2 separate regions of the Rattus norvegicus genome follow, and region 1 is linked to region 2. The links are chromatin contacts, called in public Hi-C maps. All regions are on one chromosome and are shown on one strand. The core of a region is the stretch at or near the end of the contact, and the rest is flanking DNA. Distances in the headings are between cores, read along the strand shown.

Region 1 (2,700 bases), core at 103-2,602, 51 kb after region 2:
ATAAAAGCAGGTCATTGTGGTGACTTGAATGATGTCTTTGTTAGTGTTTTATTGCTGTGAAGAGACACCATGACCAAAACAAGTCTATAAAAGAAAGTATTTAATTTGAGGCTCATGGTTCCAGTGGGTAGTATAGAGTCTATGAGCATCATTGTGGGAAGTAGATGGGCATGGCACTGGGACAGTAGCTGAGAGCTGATCCAAAGGCAGGAGGGGGGGGGGGGGACTTGGTGTGGGCTTTTGAAATCTCAAAGCCCAGTCCCAGTGACATACCTCCTCCAACAAGGTTACACCCCCTAATCCTTTCCAAACAGTTCCACTAACTGGGGACCAAGCAGTCAAACATACAAGCCCATGGAGGCCACTCTTATTCAAATCACCACCATGAGAATGGCCCCCATAGACTCCTATGTTTGGAAACTTGGTCCTGAGTTTGTGCAGCTGTTTGAAGGTTAGGTCTGGCCTTGTTGGAGGAGGTGTGTCACTGGGATGGGCTCCGAGGTTTTAGAAGCTACACCACCATTGCCAGTGTTTGTCTCCTCGCTTCTGTTTGTGGATTAGAAGTAAGCTCTCAGCTACAGCTGCAGCAACATGCCTGACTGCTTGCTGCCACACTCCCTGCCATGGCCGTGGACTCTAACCTAAAGGAAGTTCTTTCTTTTATCAGTTCTTTGGCCATGATGCTTTGTCACAGCAACAGGAAAGTAACTAAGATGTCATTCAAACCACCACAATGACCTGATTTTATTAGTTTTATTGTTTGTTGATTTCAACAGGGTCTTGTGTAGTTTCGGCTGGCCCTCCTCCTGCCTATATGAGTGTCTCTGTGGGTCTGGTTTACCTCACTCAGGACCTTATCTCTTTTTTGTGGGGACAAATCCTACAGGCCAGATCCCACTCCCCACTGCTGAATTGTTTCTTTTCATGGAGTTGTAACCTAAGTGCCTGCCTTCCAAAGGGAAGAAACCTCTCAGCTCTGAGAAGCCGCTGACTGTTGTAGACCCCTGCAGCAGTGGGGGCTATCTGGGGAGGTTTCTCTTTGAGGCAGGGACTTAACATTTCAGAGGTCCCTAGGTCAATCTGGGTGGTAAAGATACTGCTGTCCCACTTGACAAAAGTGGTCACCAAGGCCATTCAGCCAGTGAACCATGAAGGCAGGACCTGCACCCAGGCAGTGTCCTTATGAGCCAGTGTACTTTCTCAGTGCACAGCTGGCTGGTCTCAAACAAACTGAGGTCAGGGCCAAAGTCTGCTCTGTCCTGAGGAGAAGGAAGCACAGACAGAAGGGCCATGAGGCTGAGGCAGCTAGGAGTGGAGCAGGGCTGTAGCCCGGCAGCCCAGGCCAGGCCTCCATCCTGGCTGCCCACTTTGCTTAGAGTCCATACTGCTTCTTCCCAATATTGCTGTTGGGATCGAGGTTCCAGCATTTCTTTCCACAAGGATATTACATTGTTTATAAGAAAGTATAATTTTATGTCTGGCCAACACACCGCCATGGGCCCTTTCTAAAACATCACTTTCCTTCCCTGAGTGTAGTTTTCAAGAAATCCACAAGGCATCCGGGCCATTCCCACACTGGCACCGCTGACTTAAATACCCAAGACAGGACTCTGTAGAAAGTGTCCCTTCTTGTGAAATGTGCTTGTTTCTGGGGCCCTTCATGTTTACAGGATTCTCAATAGAATCAGGAACCCCCGAAGAGTTCTCAGGTGACACCTATGGGCAGAGTCTACTTCACCCCTGCTATGGGTCCTAGCCACTGCTGGAGCTGAGGAGAGCTATGCCCGGCTTGACCTGGATGCCTGAGTGGGCTGTGAAGACGAACAGGATCCCAGATGTTTAAGCCACAATTACCCATTTCAATCCCAGCCCACATGGGCAGGCATCATGTGTCCCTCCACAGTCCTCTTCAGAAGCCACAGACTGAGTGGCTGGCACAACTAGGAAGAAAACAAGATGCCTAGAACTGTGCTGTGGGCTGTGGGCTGGACAGGTTCCCAGCATCTGCCCTTTGAATTGTCCTTTTGATATCTGAGCACAGTCACCCAAGGGCACTAAGGCGGCAACGTCTCCCTCAGATAGAGGGGCTGTGACGCTGCTCAGTGTACCTTCAAGCGAGCGCCTGTGTTAGCTGCTGCCGCTCTCCCTGCTGGTGATTGCAGGAGGGTGGAATTCGCAGCAAACACCCAGTGAGTACATACAGCTTGAAGAAAAATGGTCTGAGAGGGGGAAGGGTGGGGGACAGAGAAGGAAACGAAGATGTCACTTAGCAGCAGAGTGTGCTTAACATGCTGGAGGCCTGGCTTCAATGCCCTGCATGAAAAAGTAAAAAAAGAAAAAAGAAGAGAAAAAGACATAAATCTACGGGAAATGGGGGTGGGGGTTAGGGGAGGGAGGCAAAAGAGTTCTGGGTTCTCTCTCTCTCTCTCTCTCTCTCTCTCTCTCTCTCTCTCTCTCTGTGTGTGTGTGTGTGTCTGTGTGTCTGTGTGTGTGCGTGTGTGCATGTGTGTGATGTGTTCTCATGATGTTGGGTGTCTTCTATCTCCTTTTTTTGAAATTTTATTATTTTCGTTTTAGTATAGGTGTTCTGCCTACATGTATGTCTGTGTACCATGTCCGTGTCTACTGGACGTAGAGGTCAGAAGAGGACCTCAGATTCTTTGGAACTGGAGTTTCAGATGGCTGGGAACTGCCATATGG
Region 2 (2,700 bases), core at 46-2,545:
ACTGCGGGTCAAAAGTCAACAGATGGAAAAGACTTGAGGCAGTTTGAGGAATAGAAAGGAGACCTGGTGGCTGGAGCCGGGAGCATAGTGGTATATACATTGCCACTATAATGTCTGTATATGCAGGACTCCAAAGACCCCTTTAGCTTACTTAGGTTTGTGGTTAAGAAAGCAATAGGGCTGTCAAGATGGCTCATCAGGTAAGGGTACTTACTATCAAGCCTGACTACCTGAGTCTGATCCCCAGAGAACTCTCCCAAGTTCTCTGTCCACGTGTATGTTGTAGAACACATGCATCCACAAATGTACACACATACTAAATAAATGTAGCGTCTCTGAGGAATTCCTTTAAAAAAACAAGCAAAAACCGGCTCTTTCTCAGCAGCCATCAATTTCTAGTAGCTCCTCAATTAGGCGTTGGGATACTTCATGAGCCTTCCCACAATACACGCGTGCTGGGATTTTGGCTGACTTGACCTTGTGCATGCAGTCACAGGTGAGCTCCTGTTGACAGCGCTGTTCTGTCTGGCAAATACTGTTTCAGTGCAGACCTCCACTACCTCCGGATCTTAAAATCTTTTCACTGCTCCTCTTCTGCAATTTCTGCTTCAATGACAGCTGGTCCATTCATTTTATTATTTTATGCACATTGGCGTTTTGCCTCTATACATGTCTGTATGAGGGCTTCGGATACCCTGGAGCTCGAGTTACAGATGGTTGTGAGCTGCCATGTGGGTAGTCATTTCTCCAGCCCCTAGCTGTCCCATGTAGCGCTTTGCACTCTACGATCTCTTTTCTTCTCTCCTAGAAACTTCAATTTTTTTTTAAGATTAATTTTATTTTGGGGGCAGGGAGCGTGCTACAGAGCTCGTGTGTGGAGGTCAGGACAGCTTGCTGGAATCGATTCACCTTATACCATGTGGGTTCCAGCGACCGAGCTCAGGTTGGCGGCGAGCGCCTTTTATCCGCTGAGTCATCTCGCCAGCGCGCTCTTTTTAAACTTACTTCTTGAGACAGGGTCTCTCTGTATGCAACCGGGCTAGGAACTCGCTGCAGGCTGCCTCGACTTCTGAAGAGCTAGGAGGATAAGCCTGCGCCAGAAAGCCCGGTTTCTCTACATCTTTGACAATACAAATTTTCCTCAAGGACTTAAACCCAGGAGAAGCCATGCCACCCAGTGCTGATTCCGGTAACTTCCCGGAGAAAAGACAATTTTTCGCGAGACTTGGTGGGTTGGTCGCAGGTCCGCGGCTTGGCAGCAGCTATCGCGAGATTTGATAGGTGGAGGAGGAGCCATCTCAGGCAGCCGCCTCACAGCGATGGCGGCCGAGCAGGGCCGGCGGCAGTGGCGGCTGCGGCTACAGCTGGAGACGGCAGTGGAGGCGCCAGTGGTGGGTGGCGGGGGCCTGTGACCAGGAGGTGCCCCCGGGCCCAGGCACCATGAGCCAAGGCCCTCCTCCAGTGGAGAGCAGCGAACCTGAAGCAAAGGTCCTCCACACCAAGCGGCTTTACCGGTGAGAGGGCCGGGATGTGTGTGTGCAGCCGCGGCGGGGAAGCGGGGCCGGCGAGGGGCGGGGCCTGCGGCGGGCGGGCCCGACGAGGGCGGGGGTGCAGCAGGGGAGCGGGCGAGCGGGCGAGCGGGCGGGCGGGCGTGCCTGCCTGGAGGAGCTGAGAAGAATTGGGTGGGTGGGAGGTTTGAAGCATGTGCAGAAACCCTTGCCTCGTTGAGCCTCCCGTGCCGTGACGCCAGGCTTTGCGGAACTGGAGAGATCCGGTGGGAATTGGAGGCTAGAAGGGTTGGGTAGGTGAGAATGGGGGTCACAGGTAGAATAAACCCGAAAGGGACTAGTGCTCAGAACCCTGCTGAGCACCAGTGATTGACTGGAAACAGCCACTGACGGAAGTCCACAAAAACAGGATCATGTCCTTGATTTGCCCCTCTCGCCCTGTGACCTTGGGCCTCAGTTTCTTCTTCCTTAAAAGGAAGGATCTGTGGCTGGAGTGATGGTTCAGCCCTGACTGCTCTTCCAGAGGTTCCTGGTTCAATTCCCAGCACCCACATGGCAGCTCATTAACTCTAACTCTATGGGATCTGACACTTGCACAGACATATATGCAGCAAAACACCGGTGCACGAAAATTAAAAATAAATCTTTTTTTTTCTGTTCTTTTTTTTTTTTTTTTCGGAGCTGGGGACTGAACCCAGGGCCTTGCACTTGCTAGGCAAGCGCTCTACCACGGAGCCAAATCCCCAACCCAAAATAAATCTTTTAAAAAAGAAATATAAGTTATTTTTTAAAAGGTTTGATTTGAATACACAGAGATCTGTTAGAGCTTACATTTGGGGACTCAGAGTGTAAATAAAGACTAGAAAAGGCTAGTTCTGTTGGCTAGGAAGGAGGACTTTGGGTCCATCGTTTCCGGCACCCAGTGACTCAGTTCTTCCTTACAATCTTACGTCCACAGTCGCTTATGTAGGTAGACTGTAGATCCCAGAGCTGAGTCACAGTAAGATGAAGAGTGGAGACCAAGCTGAGTTTTCTGCCTTCTAGTAGGAAGTGGAGCTTGGGACTTCCCCTTTACCTCAGGCCCTGCTGAATGGAGGTGCTTGCACTGCTCAGGCTTGTGAAAAAGGAAGAGCTGCGTGATTCCTGTTCCCTGCCTCTTCTGACTTTGTAAGCGAGAAGGCGAGAGGGAGTG

The links. Hi-C and Micro-C count contacts between places; a contact is called where the count stands out from the background.
Region 1: a Hi-C map of kidney shows a contact between it and region 2, with 2.2 times the contacts expected there. The contact joins the enhancer-like site here to the promoter of Smg5 in region 2. A contact is called at or near these places in 5 of 12 Hi-C or Micro-C datasets (Schwann cells, kidney, liver and 1 more) and 1 of 1 datasets of contacts at active chromatin or transcription factors (oligodendrocytes).

What each region holds. Positions count from the first base shown.
Region 1 is chr2:176,152,244-176,154,943 of GRCr8, forward strand. All of the region lies in intron 1 of Pmf1 (polyamine-modulated factor 1), which reads right to left. Among named protein-coding and RNA genes, the nearest start is that of Pmf1, 12 kb to the right of the region's middle. Within about 2 kb of position 1,353, at least 21 of the 93 cell types and tissues checked have an H3K27ac peak or open chromatin away from gene starts, as enhancers often do. A contact at or near this core is called in Schwann cells and kidney, where this site is marked.
Region 2 is chr2:176,101,517-176,104,216 of GRCr8, forward strand. Smg5 (SMG5 nonsense mediated mRNA decay factor) reads left to right here and starts at 1,296. Exons shown (of 22, transcript NM_001427645.1): 1 at 1,296-1,514. The coding sequence starts at 1,441.